Regions from separate parts of the Zea mays genome. Here all the other regions are linked to region 3. Evidence: chromatin contacts called from public Hi-C data. All regions are on one chromosome and are shown on one strand. Each heading gives the region's core, a stretch centred on a gene start, on an enhancer-like site or on the middle of the called end of the contact. The rest is flanking DNA. Distances are from core to core; before and after follow the strand shown. Region 1 has its middle 220 kb from the start of LOC103629107. Region 2 holds the start of LOC103629107. Region 3 holds the start of LOC100037819 (ragged seedling 1).

Region 1 (2,991 bases), core at 107-2,606, 690 kb after region 3:
ACTGCCCTTGCCCCTTTTGGGTAAGGTAATCTTCCACTAGCTTTCCTAATTAGTCAGCCAATGGCGTTCCATTCCACCCTTGTGGTGGCACGTGTTTCTCAAGTTAAGCTCCATGTTCCAATTAAAATAATATAATGATCTTGATATGAACATAAATAAAATAACACAATAATTGGAACATGGATATAATGAAATATTAACTAAAAACCATGTAAAGCAATAACATAACTACCCAAATGATTCAGGGATAAACAAGGTAAAAAGGATAACCAGTCTAGGGTGACCTATTGGGTCCCATCAAAATTAAACATGTGCATTAAAAAGTGATAATAAAGAACATTATTGGGTAAATGAAAGTGATCAAGGGCACAACTTGCCTGGGACTTGAGATTCCAGGTACCAGGATGATTCTTCAGATCCTCGTGACCTCACTGCTAGTCGTAGCAATACAAACAGGTACAAGCAAGTAAACATATACAAGCATAAGAACATTACACCATACAAGAAAAACATTATAAAAACCGGCAATATGAAATAGAGATCGCTTCTATAGTCACATGAGGAAAAGAAACGTAACAGCCAGAGCCACGGTCAAGAAGTTATCGCGTTCACACTAAACAAGTATTTGTTAGAACATTTAATTCTACATAATCATATTAATTAACATTTATCAAATATAAATTTAGACTACTACTTAGTTTTAACTAACTTACTATTTCAATAACCGAAGGATAAACGACTAATTAATTAATTAACATGAGCGATTATAAGCAAAACAATTTAATAACACACGCGAGGACAACGCGCGACATTGCGTGAATTAGCGTGCAGGCAGCGGCGACGATGCGCGGGGCCAGCGCGACGACGCGCACGAACGCGACAGCGAGAGTGCTGTCTATGGCGCGCAACGCACGCAGACAACATGCGCGATACACGAGAATCACTAACTGATATCACGTTTATGCTAAGAAAATATTAAATCAAAATATTTGAGTTGGTATGCTAACGTATATTTATAAAAGCGCTACTTAAAATACATTAATTAGATTTAATTGGAAAGCTAATTTCATAACATTAGTTAAACAAACATTTAATTATTTATTTAATACATGTGTCATAATGAAACATTATTATTAATGCGTCAACAACGTTAATATGAATCTAACACAATTTGAACTATATAAAACGGATTTATAATACAACATATATTGTAAAGTTAACATAACACGAATTTAAAAGGACATGGCGTGATTCTATTGGATGGAATCCGACCACACATAGGGCCACAGAGAGCATCGTCGTAGAGGTCCTCGGGATGTCATTTGGGGATGAGGGATGGGATAACATGAAATGTGATCACAAGGGCCAATCGTGCAGCGACAGGTGGAGAGGGAGAGCAATTTGCCACCACGTGCTGCATGGCTGCATGCGTGGAAGAGATCTCGCTTGGGGGAAGAAACGGTTTCTTATTTCTCTCCTCTAGTCACGGATGGTTGTTTCTTCCTGAACGCAAATGGCCGGCGCTCGACGCACAGGGCCGTGCCGGGAAAATTTGTGGCCCCGTACAAAAATCTAAAATAAGGCCTCTCTTTAGACAGAAAATATAACTTTTAATACTAATATTGTAATAATTCTTTAAGAAATATTGTAATACTTGCACATTGCAATAGGATAATGGATCTTGCTCAAGGGTCTGATTGGCAGATGCCACTTGTGATTCTTTTTGAACAAACCTATCCATAGATCCTTTCATAGACTGAGTTAATTTTTCAATTCTTTGTTTCTTCTTACGTTTTTGATAACCTGAATCATGTTTTCTAATTGGATTCCGACTAGAAGACATGACTTTGATGCACTGTTCAATAAACAAAGGAATATATATAGGATGTCATGTAATTATGTAAACAAAAACAAAAATAAATTGCTATACGTGTAGACATAGTAAATGAATAGATTGTCTTGGGCAATTACCTGCAGGCGAAATAGAAATTTGTAGGATCACTGGATCAGCGATCTAGCTTCTTGGGACTTGGGAGGAGGAGCCAAATAGCTAACGTCCAACAACATATAGACACGACAGGTCAGGAGAAAACTAGATATTGAGATTTGAGAGGTGAGGAGGAGTAATCATGGAACAGGAATTGGGAACGACGCACGACGGGAGGGAACAAGGACTCACGCGGTCACGCCGTCACGCCCGTCGTCTGAAAAAGCCAACCAAACCAGCAGAGCAGAGCAATAGCGGTAGGTCTATAGGTATTAGGGATTTTTTTGGGCCCCACAAATTCATGGGCCCTGTACGGTCGAACCGGTGGCACATGCTCAGGCCCGGCCCTGTCGACGCACAGGCAGGGGCTGACTTTACTAGGCAGTGGCGGCTCGCCGGTTGGAGCAGAGCGTCGGCCCTCGCCGGAGCTGAGGCTGGGGGTGCGCTGGCCATGTGTAGGGAGCCTACTGGAGCTCCTGCCATGGCAGTGCGCAGATTAGAGCAGGGAGCGCGCGGAGCAGGGCTCGACCACGAGCCACATCGGCAAGGGGAGGAGATCGCACGGAGAGAGCGAGGGGTGAGGAGAGGGGCTCAGCCATGGCAAGCCGCATTGGCTTTCTCCACAGCGCGTGCACGAGCATGGAGAATGGAAGGGGCAGGGGCTGCACGGCTGCACGACCAACGACCGGGTGGCTCACTGGTGAGGGCGCGATGCAGCCATGGCGGCGCACGGTCAGAGAGCGAGGCATGCTACGACGACTTCAACGAAGAAACGGAGGAGGGAACTCACCGGAGATGAAGTTCACCGGAGGAGTCGTCGGAGTTGAAACCGCCCTAAACTTCGGCGAGGAACTAACGGTACTACTGTTGGGGGCCTTCTTCTTCCGAGGATTTTAAAAATGTGACTAATATGTTTTTCAGTATAACATAGACTATTACAGGAGATTTCGGCTTTGAGATGAAGGTATGCGTGATATGAAGATATGAGTTGAAGGTAGGATGAA
Region 2 (3,133 bases), core at 557-3,056, 910 kb after region 3:
CTCAGGTTCCTTTTGAGATGAATACTAATATGCTAGGTCGAGTAACTAATTATGTCAAAATAAGGATCTCGGTAGAAGTCAAATGATTTTTCTAGCACTCGCCCGAGGTCAGGAATTTGATTGTAATCATCTTGACAATGGAAATTATGATTGTCTATAGACATGGATCCCTAGGGGTTGCCCTGTCTACGAGATGGGAATGGAATAAGGATTAATGTGTGGTACCGTGTGTAAAGCGTTTGAAAGTACTAAACACATATCGAGAAATATGGTAAATCAGTAAGCCCAGTACCTGAGTGAACCTGCCCGCGGACTTTATCCTCACTTGTCCTTGAGACGGACTCTCCCATCCTAGCGATGATAGGTACAAGTGCGGCCACTGCACGGTGGTAGTTGGTGTCATTGGAGCATTGTATGCCAAGGCAGTGAGGCCCTGTTCTGTTGCCAAGGAATCGATGGGGACGATTGATGTGTGTGGGGACAAAGTGCCCCTATGTGTTGTGTGTTTAGGTTTACCTTGCAAGGTTTAAAACTCGATTCGAATCGTCTGCTTCTCCCAGCTAATGAGACTTCTTGATCCATGCTACTGCATCGAGTAAGAAGTGAAATTAGGTTTCATGATATAAAGTGTTGCTTGCAATAAATGTTTATTACCATGTATGCTTAGAAGAATACTAACCTAGTCTAAAGAATATTCTAGAACTTGAAAGCTAAAATTTGACTCAGACTCAGCTAGTGCTTTGGCAAACCAAACCCCTCACCCAAATAGCTTCATGGTCTAGAGGTAGAGGAGTAGACTCCTCACACCGGGTAAATCTAGCTAAGTATTAGTATACTCAGTCTTGGTTGTGGCATAATTTTAGAGGTACTTCATTGAATGACATGGTTGCTGGAGTGATTTGGCCACCATCCTGCATTGGGTTGGACGGTCGAGTGAGATGCTGCCTCAGTAGGAAAGGACCAGGAAGAGTAGTGGGCCAGGCTTCACCCTACTCCTTAGTTATCATGGTTAGTTACTTGTGGCATGATTCTGCTTAGCTTACTACGAGAACCCTTAAGCATCTCCAATATTAACTTAAATCAGTGCCCTATCTTGAAATAGAAAACTCAACTCATAAAAAAAAACTCGCCTTATTTTATAAATTTTTATCAAAAGAATATATGACACACCATAAAGTACCCAAATATACTAAATATCATATTATTGCCATATCCATGTTTTGTACATTATTCTTAACCTTTTTCTGACCAACAGTTTAATTTATTTTCTAGAGTATATGATTTAAGGTTTAACTGTTGAAGCTCAAGTTATCTATAATGTACTAAACACTTTAAATTATATAGTATTTTAAACTTTGGAGCATTATTTTGATGGAGATGCTGCTATATTAATATATTATAAATAAATGTTACCGTCACCATAGAGCAAATTTTAGCTTTTAATGTTTGAAGACTAAAAAACGTACTGGATTCTTGTTATTCCGACTCGCATCCGAGATGAATGAACAATAAAAGAATTCCAGCACCTTGATCCGTCCGATCCGATGTGCGTCCACCGTCCATCCTTCCACAAAACCCCAGACAGAAGCAAAGCTCCACCACTCCGCCACGTCACGTCCGCCGGCTGCCTCTGAGATTTGCCTCCCCGATTGGTCGAATCCGCCATTTACTCGGCTCGCCACCCACCCTCTCTTGCTACCTACTAGCCACTGCACTACGCCTCCCTGTCTGTCTGTCTGTCCCTGGACCCTGGCGAGCGCATGCCACAATGCCGGCTATAAAACGAAGCCCGGAGCTCCATCCCCCAAACAAAAAAAGGGCCTTCACTTGACTCCACAGCCACAGGTACGTACAAACAATTGCTGATGCTTCCATTCCTTTTCTTTGGCTGCTGGCTCTTGCTGTTGCATTAATTAATAATGGATGCTCCTGTCCTCGATCGTGTTGTGTTGTTTTGTTTTGTTTGTTTGTTGGTGCTAGCTAGCTGCTGTGGTGAAGAGTAGCAGGTTCGGCGGCCGGGAGGGGGCAGCCAACACGACGATGGAGCGGTTCGGCCTGGACGGCGGCGGTGGCGGTGGCGAGCTGCCGCCGGGGTTCCGGTTCCACCCGACGGACGAGGAGCTCATCACCTACTACCTCCTCCGCAAGGCCGTGGACGGCAGCTTCTGCGGCCGCGCCATCGCGGAGATCGACCTGAACAAGTGCGAGCCATGGGAGCTCCCGGGTGAGTGAGCTGCTTTGCTTGCATCGACCACCCACCGATTGAATAGACATTAAGCTTGTCGTGATGTGATGTGATCTGATCTGATCAGACAAGGCGAAGATGGGGGAGAAGGAGTGGTACTTCTACAGCCTCCGCGACCGCAAGTACCCGACGGGCCTGCGCACCAACCGCGCCACGGTGGCCGGCTACTGGAAGGCCACCGGCAAGGACCGCGAGATCCGCAGCGGCCGCACCGGCGCGCTGGTGGGCATGAAGAAGACGCTCGTCTTCTACCGCGGCCGCGCCCCCAAGGGACAGAAGACGCACTGGGTCATGCACGAGTACCGCCTCGAGGGCGCCTACGCCTACCATTTCCTCCCCAGCTCCACAAGGGTACGTACCCTTTCTCTCTACAATACTCCAAATACACACAGTACAGCACTAGAGACACATTGTAATGATGACGAGAGGGCAGAAGGGAGTCTCACTCAAGCATCGCATGGCTACGCCTACGAGTAGAGTAGGACAGGAGCTAGCGGCTGCTGTATAGTGTGCACAGGGGCATCAGTTGAGTGCATGCGTGTAGCATACGTACTACTGCAGCTCTGCTGCTGCTAGCTGCTAACGTGCGTGGATATGGCATGCCCATTGCCCAGGCCCAGCGCAGCGCAGGAGAAGAAAGATAGGGCACAGGGATTCGAATCTTTTCTTGGCCAGTGGCCACGAATGCGATCGTATCAGCGAAGTGTAATAAATGCTCCATATGCTAGCACTTTCTCAAGTTCATCGATATCTCATGAATATTAAAATCTACTAGTAGTATATTGTATTAATTCCTATCTTTTCTGTCAAGCATGTGCCACTAGATTCATCAAAAATGATTTTCTCCCCCTTTTATCATGTATAAAATCTATTCAGCAAAGTACATTC
Region 3 (2,888 bases), core at 156-2,655:
GCCAGAACAGGGCGCGATGTTTGTGATGGCGGTCTAGGATTGCCTCTGGTAGCAGCACCATGATCTGGAGCTTGAGCCCAGCTGGTTCCAGAAGGGTGCGAGGAACCACTGCCACCCCATGCTGGCCTTGCTGTGTTAGGTGTCACATTTGTGGAACTCCATGGTGCCCACTGTCTCCCCCCGGCTTGCCCGGGTTTCTTCGACTTCTTCCCCATGGTTTCCCAGCCACTATCTGTATGCAGGGTACCATTATGCAGGGTCAGATAAATTAATATCAGCATGTATCTGTTAGTAATGGCAATGAACATCATACTCCACTATGAAACACAATGATGCTAATTACTTTTTACCTATTCAACATAGTAATTTCATAATTATCAAAGTTCTCTCGGTAGCTAATATATTGACCAAAAGCTAGCTGCAGATCTAATTGTCAAGAGATACATGCAAGTCATCATAGGACCAATACCCGTTAAGATAACCATTGGTGGCCACCGTGCTAATTTCACTAGGCTCAAAGTATGCATCGCAATCACAAAAAATGCATACAAAATCAACTCTGCAATAGGAATAACATGCTGCCACCACATAAGTAAATCACATACATCAAGCCTTTCACTTGATGAAATGTACATAGCCAGAGTTTACCAGATCTACAATGCCAAACCAATGCAGTAACATAATTTTGTCAAGAATCATTCAGTTATTCAGTGTGTTATCAAAGAATGAGATAAAGTGGAACACAAACTAAAAAGATGAACAGCAATTATTAAAAAAAATGACACCAGCAACCATGCAAGTAAGAAGTAACCTTATGAGGAGACAACTGAACGAGTATCAGACTTGATTAAGACCAACGAAAAAAAACTATATAAAATCAACAACATAACTTGAACCCCTGTTCAAGACGTAAAACCTAAACTCGCGAACAGAAATCGGAATGATTGTAAAAATATCACAAACCACGGATCCGCGCAAAGCGCTGACAACCCACTGGAACGCTCAAACAAGCCCACCGATTCCGCACCCACGCGAAGCAGCATTCGCCCCTCGTCCTCCAAAACCCCAGTCATACCGAAACAAACCGCCGAAAAAAATCGAGCGACACAAGCGACCAACCCGCAGGCACGAAAAGAATCAGATCTTCGAAAGAAAATTCCCCGCAAATCAACCCTAAACCCTACCCAAACCCCTTAAACGATCCGGCATTGCACGATCCGTCCACTCACGAACCACAAGGGAAAACAGGGGGAGAGGCGGGAGGTGCTCACGGGAACCCGGAGGACCGCCGCCGCGACGATCGCCGGAGCCCGACATCGATCGCGCGCTCCTCTCTTCTCTTCTCTCCGCTACGGCGTGGTGGGGGTTTTACGTTTTTTTTTAGATGCAGTGGAGACTGGAGACTGTGGTGAGTGGTGAGTGGACAGGGTCCGGGGCGAGTCTTCATATAGGGAGAAAATAGGATAGGAAAATTCATACCAAGCGAATATCGTTTACCGTATCTACTGATTACCCAATAATCAAGGGAAAAAACCAAAACAAAAAAAGAAAGAAAATTAAAAGGATACCTGAACCGAAATAGTTAGCGGAAGTAAATATAAAAGGATACATGAATTGTATTTATGGTTCAGGAAAATATCGATGGTATTTTTGTTTTTATAAGCTATCATTTACTACTCCACTTGAATATATTTATTTTTCTAAGCGCATCAGCCTACTCATCTCTCTCTTTTAAGTGGTGCTAAACTGACACAAGTACTGTAGCTCGCAGATCACAACATACGGGTCATCGCACGTAATGAACTAACTATCTATTAAAAACATGCAAACAGGCAACAAGGAAACATTATGCATGTTTAAATCTATTTTATATTCACTTTTTCCCTTTTCTATTGTGCCATGTGATGTGTTTTTATGAAGCAATTACGTGAATTTGTTAACGTTTAATATTTTTGTAGATCTTTTAGTAACGTGATAACATTTATGTATGTATGGCCGTATTTATCGTGTATATATATATATAGTCGCTTGTTCGTACGTTGCGACGGTTTACAATAATGTCCATATAAACTATCCACCAAAAAAATTCAAGATTTTGTATTGATTGTTTCCGCTCTCCGTATAATATTTTTTGATTTGGCTAACTGATGTTATTGTTTACTCCATCCAATATGTCTTAATACAATACGGTCAATGAAGTGAGCGATTAGAAGAGAGTTCACAACGACTGACTGAACGAACAGAGATTATAAAATAACATAATTCCACCATATAGAGACCAAATAAGAGAAAGTTTGTGTGCTCAAGTTTCTAAAATAAGTCACATGAACTCAAACTTATAAAAAAGATAGATTAAAACATGGAGTGATTGCTAAAGTCAGGCATCAATAAAACTGGATGCGCTCCATATAAATTATGCTACTTCGTAACAATTACTAACGTTTAAAATCAACAAATAACCTTTCATTTTACTGTTAGTGTGACAAATTATTGTTGCTCCATCCAATTCAACAACCTCAAACATCATTGAGTCCATTGCGTCAATGTAGTCTCAAAAACGACCTAATGCTTGCAAGAACCAAGAATGACGTGCCGTGATTGGGTTGTAGCCTCGGCCCGTGGTACTGACCTGGCTCGACACGATTATATTTTTTTATTTTACAAAAAAATATATATATATAATTTATATTCAATATTAAAAATATTTGAGCATGATGTTCTATTGGTTAGACACCTTCACCTAGTGTCTCTCGTCCTTCTTCCATTAATTAGGGGGCACGGGGTTAATTTAAAATAGTTAGGGACTAAAGTTTAATCTCTATAATTTAAATAAACTTTAGTGTTACGGACAGAATATATAAAATCTAAAATGAAAATATAAAATCTAA

Evidence for each region. A called contact is a pair of places that touch in the nucleus more often than the background predicts.
Region 1: a contact with region 3 is called in a Hi-C map of ear, with 3 times the contacts expected there. The contact joins the enhancer-like site here to the promoter of LOC100037819 in region 3. A contact is called at or near these places in 3 of 25 Hi-C or Micro-C datasets (ear, leaf and tassel).
Region 2: a Hi-C map of ear shows a contact between it and region 3, with 2.9 times the contacts expected there. The contact joins the promoter of LOC103629107 here to the promoter of LOC100037819 in region 3. A contact is called at or near these places in 3 of 25 Hi-C or Micro-C datasets (bundle sheath, ear and tassel).

Annotation. Positions count from the first base shown.
Region 1 is chr6:27,759,340-27,762,330 of Zm-B73-REFERENCE-NAM-5.0, forward strand. No RefSeq gene overlaps it. Among protein-coding and RNA genes, the nearest start is that of LOC103629107, 220 kb to the right of the region's middle. Within about 2 kb of position 1,357, at least 19 of the 20 cell types and tissues checked have an H3K27ac peak or open chromatin away from gene starts, as enhancers often do. A contact at or near this core is called in ear, leaf and tassel, where this site is marked.
Region 2 is chr6:27,978,322-27,981,454 of Zm-B73-REFERENCE-NAM-5.0, forward strand. It overlaps LOC103629107, which reads left to right and starts at 1,807. Exons shown (of 4, transcript NM_001301482.2): 1 at 1,807-1,845; 2 at 1,981-2,224; 3 at 2,313-2,596. The coding sequence starts at 2,041.
Region 3 is chr6:27,070,697-27,073,584 of Zm-B73-REFERENCE-NAM-5.0, forward strand. LOC100037819 (ragged seedling 1) reads right to left here and starts at 1,406. Exons shown (of 6, transcript NM_001112519.1): 1 at 1,272-1,406; 2 at 1-232. The coding sequence starts at 1,317.